3 separate regions of the Mus musculus genome follow, and regions 2 and 3 are each linked to region 1. Evidence: chromatin contacts called from public Micro-C and promoter capture Hi-C data. All regions are on one chromosome and are shown on one strand. The core of a region is the stretch at or near the end of the contact, and the rest is flanking DNA. Distances in the headings are between cores, read along the strand shown.

The links. Promoter capture Hi-C pulls out the DNA fragments that hold promoters and counts their contacts. A called contact is a pair of places that touch in the nucleus more often than the background predicts.
Region 2: a contact with region 1 is called in a promoter capture Hi-C map of hematopoietic stem and progenitor cells, with 2.2 times the contacts expected there. The contact joins the enhancer-like site here to the promoter of Hnf1b in region 1. A contact is called at or near these places in 4 of 39 promoter capture datasets (hematopoietic stem and progenitor cells, hippocampal neurons, pre-B cells and 1 more) and 1 of 9 other capture datasets (pancreatic islet).
Region 3: a Micro-C map of embryonic stem cells shows a contact between it and region 1, with 1.7 times the contacts expected there. The contact joins the enhancer-like site here to the promoter of Hnf1b in region 1. A contact is called at or near these places in 2 of 484 Hi-C or Micro-C datasets (both in embryonic stem cells), 2 of 115 datasets of contacts at active chromatin or transcription factors (bone marrow-derived macrophages and pancreatic cancer cells) and 1 of 9 other capture datasets (macrophages).

What each region holds. Positions count from the first base shown.
Region 1 is chr11:83,849,267-83,853,478 of GRCm38.p6, reverse strand. It overlaps Hnf1b (HNF1 homeobox B), which reads right to left and starts at 2,610. Exons shown (of 9, transcript NM_009330.3): 1 at 2,087-2,610. The coding sequence starts at 2,430. Gm12576 (a long non-coding RNA gene) reads left to right here and starts at 2,848. Exons shown (of 4, transcript XR_388929.3): 1 at 2,848-2,972; 2 at 3,200-4,212.
Region 2 is chr11:83,547,407-83,552,135 of GRCm38.p6, reverse strand. No RefSeq gene overlaps it. Among named protein-coding and RNA genes, the nearest start is that of Ccl5, 19 kb to the right of the region's middle. Within about 2 kb of position 1,310, at least 95 of the 459 cell types and tissues checked have an H3K27ac peak or open chromatin away from gene starts, as enhancers often do. A contact at or near this core is called in hematopoietic stem and progenitor cells, where this site is marked.
Region 3 is chr11:83,445,764-83,450,109 of GRCm38.p6, reverse strand. It overlaps Mmp28 (matrix metallopeptidase 28 (epilysin)), which reads left to right. Exons shown (of 8, transcript NM_001320300.1): 4 at 2,366-2,590. It overlaps Gm51913 (a long non-coding RNA gene), which reads right to left. Exons shown (of 2, transcript XR_003949748.1): 2 at 1-2,730. Among named protein-coding and RNA genes, the nearest start is that of Gm51913, 3.6 kb to the right of the region's middle. Within about 2 kb of position 1,924, at least 58 of the 459 cell types and tissues checked have an H3K27ac peak or open chromatin away from gene starts, as enhancers often do. A contact at or near this core is called in embryonic stem cells, where this site is marked.

The DNA of each region.
Region 1 (4,212 bases), core at 1,361-3,860:
CCTGGGGCACACCAGCCTCCGACCCGCAGCCGGGGAGCGCGCGACACCGCCGTTTGCAACCCTCCACTCTGGCCAGGTTCTTCCAGCCAGGGTAAAGGCGACCAGGCGCGCCACCGAGTGACCCTCCTCCCCCGCACACCTTTCTTTTCTTTCTGACTTACAGGGGAACAAGGGGGTGGAGCGGGAAGAGAAAAACAAAAGAGAGTGCCCGGTACCCTGCAGTCGGCTGCGCGGTGACCTGCGAGCCGCTAGCAATTTCTTGAAAAATTACTTTAATAAAGTCAGACGCTCCAGGCCCAGGGGAGGGAAGGCGGCACCAGCTTGCGAATGGGACAGAGCTTCAGGGTGTGCCCTGGGTCCTCACCCCAGCTAGAGTCTGGGCTCCTCTCCTTCTGCTCCCCATGGCTTGGGGGTGGGAAGAAGGCCCAGGTCCTAAGACCCCCGACTCAGAGACTCTGCGCCCGCAGAGCTCTGCGGGTGTCGGCTTCCCAGAGCAGCGCGGGGACCTGGGGGTGCGTCCCGTACCTCCGCGCGTGTGTCCGGCGAGCACCCCCTCCTGCGTTTTGATTTCCTTCCCTTTCTAAGCCGAGTTTACAACTTCACCAATGAATAACCCGCCTCTCTTTTCAACCTAATCACGTTTTGTGTACTTTCTGTTGATGATTTATAGGAATAAATTAATAACACCCCAACTCCACGTGCTGCAGTTTATGTTACATCTCCGCTCTGTCCAGCCCGGGGTGGGGACCACGGTGGAGAGGCGCCCTCGGCCTCCCGGGCTTCCCTAAGTCGGCTCCGAGGCGAACTAGACAGTGGCTCTCAGGAGGAAGGACCTAGGCCCCAGGGGGCTGGCGACGGGATGCCGGGTCCCTGAGCCAGGCCCCAGGATAAATTTTCTGCCAGCCTGCCGTCCCAAACCTTCCGAGGGGCTCGGTACCTCAGTCTGTACCCTCTACCCCTGACACCATCCAGGCCGCTAAACTCAGCCAGAGGGGGAAAAAAAAAATCATTGCTACGTGGAGAAACAGCAACGAAAGAAACCCAAGCTTTTAAATTAGAGCAAAATCATTTTAGGGGTTAAAAAAACAAAAAAAACAAAAAACTTTTAGAAGTCCTCCAGATTGCCTTGGCTAGAGGGCGAGCGGCCGGGTCCCCAAAGCGCAAATTCAAATGCAAGGTCATATCCCACCCCAAGCGCGCGCTGCAGGAGAGGAAGCCGAGCCAGGGAGGCCGCCACAGTCACTCCGGAACTCTGAAACTTTGAAGCCGCAGGGCTTAAGAGTCAGAGGCCACGCGAGGGGCTCCTTTCTGAAGCCAAGTGGCCCCGGAGCGACGCGCAGTCTAAGGGAGCCGCTTGGCTCCTTGGATAATTAGTAACTAGCTGTCAAAGCGTAGGCCCGGGCGAGAGGACCGGCAAGTGATCCCAGCCACCGGAGGGACCGCCAGCCAGCCTGGGCTCCCCTAAGCCTGCTGGGGTGTCGTTAGTGAGATGCGTACACGCCCACCTCTGCAAAAGGGCATGGTGGTCTTAGGAGCACCTATTCTCTCTCCCTTTGTTCATGGTTTCTTTTGCCCGGCACTGGTGACCCTACAACAAACTTTCCACTTTATAATTCTAAACTTGGCTCTGTAAGGACACAATCAGAGAACTTGCTTCCCAGGCCTCGGCCACTGATGCTGCCAGGTCTTTTGCAGAGAACTGCAGATCGCAGGGATTAATACGTGGCTTGGGGTTTGGGAAGTTTGGTGGGTCCGGGGGCAATTGCAGCCTTTTCGCTGCACCCACCAGCCCCTCTGGTCATGTGACCTAAGGCTCCGCACCTTCGGTTCTCGTGACTGGGTACCACCAACAAAGTGCCTGGGTCCAGGCTGCCCGCATAGGTGGAGGCAGACGAAGCCTGGGGGTTCCAGGTCGCCCGGTGGAGGGCCAGGTTCAATAGTTAGCAGAGAAGCGGAGTGCCCCCGGGCTATTTTTCCCGTGGGGAAGGGGCTTGGGGAGAGCAGTGTACACCTCATGCCTCCGGTGAGGGGCCGGGGACTCCAGAGACTGCTCGGGCTCCAGGGCGTACCTCGCTCGCTTGCCTACCTGAGCATCCGGTCCACCTCGGCCCGCTGCTCCGCGGCCTCCTCGGTGTTGAGCGCCTGGAGCTCTTTGAGGATGGGAGGAGTGTCATAGTCGTCGCCGTCCTCTGAGCCCTCGTCCCCAGACAAGCGGCCCTTGGCGTGGCCATTGGTGAGAGTATGGAAAACCGGCTTGGTGTCGAGATCCGCCCCGCTCCCGGGGGACAGGGGCAGTGTCTCCAGCTTCACCCCGAAATTCGGGGACGGCAGTAACTCCTCCAAGGCCTGGATCAGCACTTCCTTGGTGACTCCGGAGCTCAGCAGGGCACTCAGGAGTTCTTGCTGGAGCGACGTGAGCTTGGACACCATTTTCCAAGGACGGAAAAAGAAGGGGTTGAGGGGATGGGTGGGTGTGAGAGAGGAGGGTGGAGGGGAGTTTTACAAGAGAACTCCAAGTCCTGGAACCCCTCCACCCTTTAGCTTTCAGACACCTGTTACTCTCTGGGGTCCCGGAGACTCCTCCGAGAGGAGTCAGAAAACTTCTAACTTGCCATGATCTCCACCATTAGGCCATATAAGATATGCAAATGAGTGGGAAGGGCTCAGCTTTCGGCAAGATGCAAATGGTGGTGGGGAGGGGGGAAAAACCGAGAAAGTGGGAGAACCTAAGGGACAGTCCAACGGAGCGAGAGACTTGGGCCGGGATTGGGACTTGCCAGAGCCCATTCTACTCACGCTGGGGGGCTCCAAATCTTCTCTACCGATTCTGTTTATCAGCCAAACTTTAGGTGACCTTTGGACTGGTAAAGCAAGCGGCTTGCAGCCTGGGCTGGGTGGGGGTGGGGGACCTTTCCACTAGCGACAGGTTCGGCTTTAGTCCAGAAAGAAGAAACTGCGCTTCGGGGGTTCAGGTGAGAGAGCTGGACAAAGTTGGGGTGCCTTGGCAAGGGGGAGGGGGGGAGGGTGAGGAGAGCAGAAAGCCTCCAGGTTGTCTGCAGGTAGCAAGCCTGGAGATGTAGTCAGATGGTGGCGAATCAGATTCTTTGGGAATGGGCGCCAGGAATAAGAGTGGCTTTAGGCGCGGTTACAACGAATTGGAGGGACCCCATTTCTTTTTACCTCGGTTACTGCTCTCCAGGTCCTCCTCAGCTCCGCCTGGTAGTTTGGATTTGCCGGATTCCTGACCAGGACCGCGCGTTGTTAACGTGCTAGAGGCCTGCGGGACCCTTGAAAGGAGACGCCGATTCGTTTATGGCCAGAGGGAGTAGCGAAAGTGGAGCTCTGCCGCTGCAGGGCTCACCAGCTACCTGCCCCGCCAAGCCAAGGGGGAGCAGGACACCTGGAGCTCGCCTTCTGCCTAAACCCGGAACCCAACAGCGCCTGAGCTCTGCACCCAAAACTAGGGCTACGGAGTCTCCTTTCTAGTAGTGAATGTGTAGATTGACCTGTGGCTGGACCGACTGTTGCAGCTCTGGATTACCCAGGACCACTGTTTTGGTTCTTAATTCTAGGAAGTCCGTTGTACCGGGAGTTAAGAATCGCGCTCTATAAACACAAGTTCACTGTGGTGGTGGCAGGAGTCTTGTATGCCACCTAGAGCAGGCACCCCTAAAGCCACTGAAGAAAAAAAAATGTTTTTTCCCCCACCCAGGTCTGGTCCGGAAGGAAGCTCTGAGCCTTTCGGCACAGCACGGCAGGAGTTTCTGCCACATCTCCCCTGGGACCCGGAGAGGAAGCAAGGAGGCACAAGCCGCACCCAGACCTCCAGGCAGGGACCTGAGCTGCAGGGAAGGAAACTGCTTACACACACACACATACACACACACACACACACACACACACACACACACGCACACGCACACGCACACGCACACGCACACGCACACGCACACGCACACGCACACGCACACGCACACGCACACGCACAGGCACACACATTTCCCCAGGGTAGAGGCGGTTTTGAACCTCGGTTCTCTCATTTGTGAAATATATTCCTAATATCCAGGATACAGAAAAGCTGTAGACACGGAAGAAGACCACCTGTGCAAAGCTGGCTAACACCTGTGTACACACTTCCCCTGTCTGCGAAGATGGCAGGCCTGTTCCCAGTGGTTTGGAAGCTTAAGGTTCTCAGCATCCGGGCATTAGGGT
Region 2 (4,729 bases), core at 61-2,560, 300 kb after region 1:
CGCGCGCAAGATCACAGCTGGACAACATGCAAACAGTGAAAGGATCGGAGTCAGCACAGGAACACCGAGACCAAGTCCTCAGCACAAAGGAGATTTATTTACCTCAGAGGGACAGAGGGCAGGGAATAAGAGACAAGGACATGAGATAGAGAATAAGGGAGAAGGGGAAAAGAACAAGGGAGAGGAGGGAAGGGGTATTTGCCCCAGAGGGCCAAATGACTGCCTCTGGCTAAAGAGGAGACAGAAGTAGCCCATAGGTAAATGACAGTTCATAAAGGGAAAAGGGGAAACCCTGAGTTAGGACGACTTGGCAGGTGTGGTGGCTTGAATATGTTTGGCCTAGGGAGTGGCAGTATTAGGTGGTGTGGCCTTGTTAGAGTGGGTGTGGTATTGTTGGAGAAAGTGTGCCACGGTGCGGGTAGGCTTGGAGACCCTCCTCCTAGCGACGTGGGAGCCAGTCTTCTGTTTGCCTTCAGAACAAGATGTAGAACTCTCAGCTCCTCCAGCACCATGCCTGCCTGGATGCTGCCATGCTTCATGTCATGATGATAATGGAAACTTAGAACCAGTAAGCCAGCCCTAATTCAATTAAACCCTAATTAAATGTTCTTTATAAGAGTTGCCCTGTCATGGTGTCTCTTTACAGCAGTAAAAACCTAACTAAGAGAGTAGGTTGTTGTTGGTTTTTTTTTTTGTGGGGGGGGGGGGGGGGTTTCGAGACAGGGTCTCTCTGTATAGCCCTGGCTGTCCTGGAACTCACTTTGTAGACCAGGCTGGCCTCGAACTCAGAAATTCGCCTGCCTCTGCCTCCTGAGTGCTGGGATTAAAGGCGTGCGCCACCACGTCCAGCTTTTCTCTGCTTTTCATTATGACTCTCTCTCTCTCTCTCTCTCTCTCTCTCTCTCTCTCTCTCTCTCTCTCTCTCTCTCTCTCTCTCTGTTTTGCTTTCAATACATCCCGACCACAGTTTCCCTTCTCTCCACTCCTTCCTCTCTCCCTAACTCCACCTCCCCTCTCCCCTAACTCCACTCCTCTTCTAGTTCTCTTTAGGAAAGAGCAGACCTCCTGGAATATCCTCTGAACATGGCCTAAAAGACACAGTAAGTCCAGGCATGACCCCTCATGTAAGGGCTGGGTGAGACAGCCCAATAGGAGGAAAGGGTCCCAAGAGTGAGAGATGAGAGTGTCAGAGACACCCCACTCCCATTGCTAGGGGTCCCACAACAACACCGAGCTAACAGCCACGTATCATATATGTAGAGGACCTAGTGCAGAAGAGCCACGCAAGCTCCACGATCGCTGCTTCAGTCTCTGTGAGCCTCCATGAGCTCTGCTTTGTTGAATGGCTTGCCTCTTTAGCCGGGTGTCTTGAGAGCTTGTTGGGGTAACCGGGATCCAGGCTTTGACCTTAAAAATCTCTAGTAATGTGACATCAATTAAAGCTGCCATTGAGGGTAGATATAATTCGTTAAAACCTTAGTAGAAACTATGTGGTATTTCTGGACAGTGGCCCAAAGGAAGGAACCTGGAGCAACAGTCACCACTGGAGAATAGAGGGGAACCACAGAAAAGAGAAGCCAACAGAGGGGAAATCCCAAATTCTTTGTACACACTTAGTCTAAGCTTCTGGCTTGAACCAAACAAACTTCAGTTAGACTGAAAGCATTTGGCAGCGAAAGAAATAGACCAAGATCTGAGCCGCTATCCACGACAGGGTGCAGTTTGAACCCGAGCTTGTGGTCTGGTGAGACAAAGACAGAAACTCATCAGAGCAGTGCGGTAGAATCTCCAGAGTCACCACCATACTCACAGAGTCACCCCCATACTCACTTGTCCAAGATAAGATCCAAAATGACTCAACAGGAAGTGAGACCCAACCTCAAGCAACAGAGATAAGGGCATCACCAGGGAGGAACTATAAAGCTGTAAGAAACAAAAGCCCAGCCAGTGAGATGGCCCAGGGGGTTGAAACGCTTGCCCCCAGGCCTAACAACCTGAGTTCCATCCCTAGAGCTCTCATGATGGAAGGAGAGAAATCAACTTTTGAAAATTATCCTCTGACTTCCACATGCTGTGCTATACAAATAAATAACTGTGAAAAACCACTCTTACTTCTGAAGCCTACCATAGACCTGCTTGAGTGATTTAAAAATATAGACTGGGCTTTAATGCATTGCTCATCCAGGAAAACAAATGCTGAGTAGCCTGCCCCACTGCCAATCACCCCCCCCCCCACGTCAGACTCCAGTATCAATGTTCTTCAGGTGGGTTACACACAGAAGTCACGAAACACAGCACAGGCAAGGATGGAAGCCAGAGAGCTATGTGCTGCCTTCGCACACATCTCCCACAAGGCACTGGTGTACAGCACAAGAGTGCGTATCACACAAACCTCAGTTCAAATCCCAGCCCCATCACTCAGGACATAAAGGCTAGCAACTGCAAACCCCCAGTGTACAAAAGGATTCATCTCACTTGACCCCAGGTCGCACCCTCTAAACCTGACCTGAGCTCTACTAATCGTGGCCAAAAGAGCTAGTGTGCTGAAGACCAGCAGGCCAGCCAAGGCCTACCTTTCTGTGGTGCTAACAGAGACACTGAGAGATGCAGTCTCGTCTGTGCATGTACTTAACTAGCCGATTGACCAAACCAAGAGTCATGGCTGAGTCTTGAATCACAAGTGAAAAGAGTGGATGTACTAGTCAGTTGCTGAGAGGCGTGATAAATTGGAACCCTGATCTATTTACCACAGGGAAATCTGTTACGTTCTGGGAAAATCTGTTATGTTCTCAGTTTCACTGTCCCCAATCTTGAAAATAGTCCCTAGATGACAAGCTTGTGGAGTGAAGTTTCAATACAGATAAACAGGCTGCAGGACATATCACTCCAGGGGATGCTATCCCAAACAGACCTCTTTGGCACAAGGATTACCTTGTTGTTATTATTTTGGGGAACAGCAGGCACAGGTGGACAAGAAAAGGACCCTTTTGTAAGAGAAATTCACAGCTAGACAAGAGAAACTCTATACACGGGGGGCGGGGGGCATATCTCTGTATCAGAATACCTAATCAACAGAGAAACACCAGCGTAAAGCTGCATTTCAACTTACAATTCCCAGGTCACACTCCATCACTGGGGGAAGTCAGGGCAGGACCTGGGGGCCTCTCAGGGGTGCTGGTACCAGCTAGCTCTTTGTGCTTGCTCAGCCTGATTTCTTTCTTTTTAAAAATATTATTTATTTATTTATTATTCATTTTCTGTGTATGGGTGTTTTGTCTGCGTGCATGTATGTCTGTGCACTGTGTGCTTGCCTGGTGCCTGGCAACTGGAGTTGCAGGTGGTTATGAGATGAGCCCTGGGACTTAAGCCTGGGTTCTCTGGAAGCCCAGCCAGGGCTCTTACCACTTACCTATCTCTCTAGCCCTTCAGCTGTTTTCTTAGAACAGGTCATGACCACCTGCCCAGTGGTGGCGTGCCTGGGGATGTCCTCCTCTCTCACATCAATTATTAATCAAGGCAATATACTCCAACAGACTTGCCTACAGGCCAGTCTATGGAGGCATTTTCTCGACTGAGAATCTTTCTTCTCAGATAACTCTAACTTGTGTCAAGTTGGCATCAAACTAACTAACACACTTGTGTACTGCAAAGCTTGCAGCCCAGAGTCTACTGCAAAAAGGTAAATTAACATAACAAAAGCAGAGGCTGGAGAGATGGGCTCCGCAGTTAAGAACACTGGCAATTCTTCTAGAGGATCATGGTTCAATTCCCAGCACTTACACGATCCAGAGACATACACGGAGGCAAGATACCTACACATAAAATAGTAATAAAATATTACAGAGATGGTATGGTTTAGAAAAAAAACAAGAGAATGTAAATATATTTAATCTAACTGCTATATGACCTAGAGCCTTCAGAATAAAAACTAGGGAAAATTATGTTTTCGTGGACAGCATGCAGAAGTCCCAGTAAGGGACAAAAGCCCATGCTGTAGGAAGTCACAAATGAGACAAGCACAGACTTAAAGCTGTGTGTGCTGGTTCTTCTTGGCCTCTGGGTCTGCGAGAAGCTCCTCTGGAATGAGGGTCTGCCCTTTTTCATCAGAGGAGAAGGCAGGGGAAAGGGCAGAGACTCACCTTCTGACTACTGTGGTTTCCTCCGTTTCCTGAGATCACAATTCTACAGATTGTGTGTGTGTGTGTGTGTGTGTGTGTGTGTGTGTGTGTGTGTGTGTGTGTGTGTGCTGCAGTGCCACATTTTGGGATAGTGTATTCCATGCACAATCAGAATCATGTTCTCAAGTGTGACCAGCCTGGGATACATTCAACCCTGTTTCAAAATAAAAAGAATTCAGAGTAGGCTTCCTTGGAAAATCCTGGTTTGGAATCCCATGTAGTTACAGTCAAATTCATACTCTCTCTCTCTCTCTCTCTCTCTCTCTCTCTCTCTCTCTCTCTCTCTTCTCTTCTCTTCTCTTCTCTCTTCTCTCTTTTCTCTCTTTCTCTCTCTCTCTCTCTCTTTCTTCCTCCCTCCTTCCCCTCTACCCCTAAAAAGTTTCTCCAGTATGGTAGTCTTAAGACAACCAGACTTCAACATCTGGGAAAACCAGAATGCCAGTGCCACCTCAAATGGAAGACACATCAGCACACTGTGGGTGTGCAAACATCAGCACACTGTGGGTGCTTTAGAAGCGTCGCATCTCAGTTCGTGTGTGGATAGGAACATA
Region 3 (4,346 bases), core at 675-3,174, 400 kb after region 1:
GCCCAAGTACCTGCTCCTCTCTGTGCATGAAGGGCTGGTTTCTAGTTCACAGAGTTGGGAAGTTTTCCTTTCCTTCTCAGAGTTGGTGGGGTGAGGATGGGGTTGGTACATCAGAGTTGGAAAGGGAAATCAAAGCGAGTGGGCGTTTGCTAAGCCCTCGCCACATTTCAGACAGTTTCCTGATACCATTCCAAAAGGTAAGCCTTAGCAACACCACTGTACAGAGGGGGAAACTGAGGCCTGGAGAGATTCCACCAATTCCTGGGAGCTTGCATGTGCAGGACTACACTTTCTGCCTAGAACCCTTCCAATCATCAGTTGCCTGCTGGGACTCAGGACTCCACTATCCTTCCCGCCCCAAACTTCTAGCTTCCCCATTCCTGCCCTCCGTAGCTCCTGCCCTTCTCTAGTCCCTTTTGGGACCCTGGAGAGAGGGTGCAGCAGGCAATACCACATGCATAGGGCCTGGGGTTATGAAAAAACAGCCGTGGCCAGGCAGGACTTGAGACTAGGACCTCAAACTGGCAGGATCTCCTCGGGGCCAAGGTCAAAGAGGACAGGGTTTCAGCCTACCAGCACATGGGCAGTTCCTTCCTTCCTGGCCCCTCCCAAGGAAAGCACTCTTCTCCCCCTCCCCCAATTCCTGTTCCTAGTCATTCTCCCTACCCTTCCCCCACCCCACGTCACAGAGGATTCTTTTCTGGAGACCTATAACCTTCATTGGCCATTAAGATAACTACCACCCTCCCTCTTTCCTGCTGGGGGTGGAGAGGGGATGACCGCAGAAGGAGCCACCTGGTACCATTTGCTAGAAGGTTAAAGGTTTGCTTTGGTGATGGTGGTCTGGGAGAGTCTTAAGAGTTACAACAGGATGTAAGAAAGCCTAGTGCAGCTACTCTGTGTCCTGAGGGGATTTAAAGCAAGCAGCAGATTGTTCTTAGTAAAGAATGGACCTGTCCTAGGTAGACACCACAGGACCCCAGCCTTGCTTTCACCTTCCCTTGTCCCCCTCTCTCCCTCAAAATAATTCCCTCTTCACACCCTAAGGACTGGTCACTGGCTGAGAGGCAGTAGTTGGGTGGCTGCCAGGCCAAACATGCTCAAAGAGAAGCATTGCTTTGAATAGAGTGGGGCACACCCCACCCCCTCTCCCTGGGTAGAGAAGGGCCAGAAGGGACCTCCCTTCCATCTAGGGAAATCTCAGTCCTTGCTAAGCTTTGACCGACCAAGTGATGTTTAGGCACATGTATAGGCCTGGCATCTCTGCCGAGAGGATTGCTTGCTTATCTATGTGGTACAGTAGGAGTACTGGGCCGGGAAGGGGTGCGGGGAGGGGGTGTCCAACTCAGTTCCTATCTCACTCTGCAGCTGTGGGCAGCTCCCCCCCCCCCGGGGGGGTCACAGGCATCCAAGTCTGGACCCCAGGAATCTTGCCTGAAAGCGATGAGGCTTCCATTTGGGATTTCAGACTCTGAGGTTTAGGGCCCAGGGGCCATCCCTGACAAACCCAGAAGCCAGACATTCTGGCTACTCTGCTCCTGGCTGCACGGCAAACGCAGATGGGTCCAATGTAAATGAATGACCTAGGGCTGCAGCAGAGGCCAGAGTCCCAGCCTTCAGGGAGGATCTGAGGCTTGGGCCAAAGGGAAAGCAACTTAAGAAAGAAGAGATGGAAAACTTATTTGGGCCTGTGACAAAACACACCCTTTGTTCTTATTTGTCTTCAACTCGGGAGCTCTCCAGAGTCCCCGGAGAAGCGGGGAAGGAGGTCAAGGAACTTGCATATATGGGGGTTTTTTGTTGGTTTTTTTTCTTTTGGTTGTTGGCCAGCTGCCGGCCCTAGATTCTGGCAAGTCCAGAGTGGAGCCTCTGGGAGGTGGCAGGAGACTGTGAGGGTGGATAGAGCGCCTGAGGCAGGCACAGCTGTGACCTCAGTGACCCCTACTGTCTCTCCATCCGGACACTGAGGTTGGGCCTCACAGAGTGACTGTCAGTCAGCAAGAGGCGTGTAGCTTCCTCAGACTCAGCCTAGGCTGTGGAAAAGAGTGAGACCGGACACCAGGAGTTCAGACTGATCCTTGAAGGGGGCCTTTTCCTGGAAGAAGCGACATCTCTATCAGCAGACCTCCCAGGCCAATAAATTGGAGATGCTCCTGGGGAAGGGTGGTCTGCCCAGGGCGAGAGCTCCCTTCAGCAGTGACATATCTTTCTGCCTATCAAATGGGAGGCTGGCTGCTCAAGGCAAGAGCTGAGTGCTCCCTATCAGATAAAAGGTCTCCCTGGGGCAGGGCCAACCTATCCTACTGGGCCTGTGGGGACCAGCCTCTGCAGCCCGTATGACTCACATGGCCTTTCTGGGTGGCAGGTAACAAATGGTACAAGCAGCATCTTTCCTACCGCCTGGTGAACTGGCCTGAGCGCCTGCCCGAGCCAGCTGTTCGAGGGGCCGTGCGCGCTGCCTTCCAGCTGTGGAGTAATGTGTCAGCACTGGAGTTCTGGGAAGCCCCAGCCACGGGCCCTGCCGACATCCGCCTCACCTTCTTCCAAGGAGACCACAATGATGGGCTGGCCAACGCCTTCGATGGCCCAGGTGCTGTCCCAAAGCCTTCTTCCACACAGCAAGGGGGTTGCTTGCCTAGGAAAGGCAGCCTGAGGGTGGCAGTGGAGTTTCCATTCTTGAAAGCACAGCCAAAACAGGTTCTCCTCCAAAAGGACCACCTATCACTTCATCTGTAAAATAAGAACAACAGGCCCTGCCCACGGTGTACCTCATGGCTGAAAGGACAGCCAGATAAGGTTTGGTGTAGAAAGCACTTTGCTGACTCTAGAGTATGCTGGGTTCTTGGAGAACATTCAGGAATCCTGTCAATTCCTGCTTCTAGACAGGCCTGTGCTTCTGCTGTTCTCCAGAGTCGGCTTTCATAAGATATCCCGAGTCCCCCATCAGCCCCTTCCTCCCCTGTCCCCTGATAACCAGGAGCCTTTACCCTACATTCACAGAAGTGCTTCAGAGATCATAGCCACAGCCGGGTCCATTTGTCCCCAGCCGGAAGGCTTCCTCTGCAGTGTGAGCCATTCTCCCATTCTGCTCCGCACTGGCCTTCCGAATCTGGCTATGCGCTATTTGCGCTCCTCGGTGAGAGCTGAGCAGGCTGAGCAGTGCTGGACACAGCTGATGTTCCTCCTGCCCTTGTCAGTCCCTGCCGACCTGGGCTCCTAGAAGGCGATGCTGAAAGGACTCTTGATGAGCTAACATTGTCACAGTACCATTTGCTAACCTCTGTCAGGGTCACCTGCCTCATTTGAAGGTGTATATGAGGGCCACGACCTAGAAGCCACATCTAGTTATTTCTGCGGGGACCCAGACATACCTGTGACAATCACTGAAGAGCTGACTGTCTCTGCTCACCACTACAATGGGCAGGGTGAGAGGCCTAGAGGAGTCCTGGCAGGGGGAAGACACATGTTTACAGGAAACTAGATATATCAGCCAGGCGTGGTGGCACACACCTGGAACCCTGGCATTACGGTGGTCATGAAACTGGGGAGACGGTTCCATGCTGTGCAAGTGTGAGGACCTGGGTTCAGATTCTCAGCACGCACGTAACCCCAGCAACTGGGGGATGGAGACAGGAAAACCTTGGGGGCTCACAGAATGGCAAGCTTCAGGTTCAGTGCAAGGCCCCTGTCTTGAAATTGATAATAACAATGATATGATAGTGGAAGGGGCTGGAGAGGTGGCTCAGTGTTTACAAGTGCCAGCAGCTTCTTTGAAAAACCTGACTTTGGCTCATTCACAGTGGCTCACAATCATAACACCGGTTCCAGGTAATCCCACACCCTCTTGGCTTCTGAGGGCAACAGGCACACGTGGTACACACAGACACATATGCAGACAAAATACAATCAATTAGAAATTTTAATGGGAGGATGTAGGGACCCCTCCCTACCTTTAATTCTAGCTCTTGGGAGGCAGGGACTGGAAGAGCTCTGAGCTCCAGGCAACCCAGAGCTGTATAAAGACATTGTCTCAAAAGATTTTAAAAAAAGAAAGAAAAGAAAAGAAGCCCTAAAAGCTCACGCCTTTAATCCCAGTGCTCGGGAGGCAGAGGCAGGTGGATTTTTTAGTTCGAGGCCAGCCTGGTCTACAAAGTGAGTTCCAGGACAGCCAGGGCTATACAGAGAAACCCTGTCACAAAAAACAAAAAACCAAAACAAAACAAAAACAAAAACAAAAAAAGGGAGGGGGGATTAAGTTAAAAAAGTGACTGAGACAAGAATCCCAGCATCAGCCTCTGGCTTGCATACATACGTGAGCATACATGCAACATACATGCATTTACACA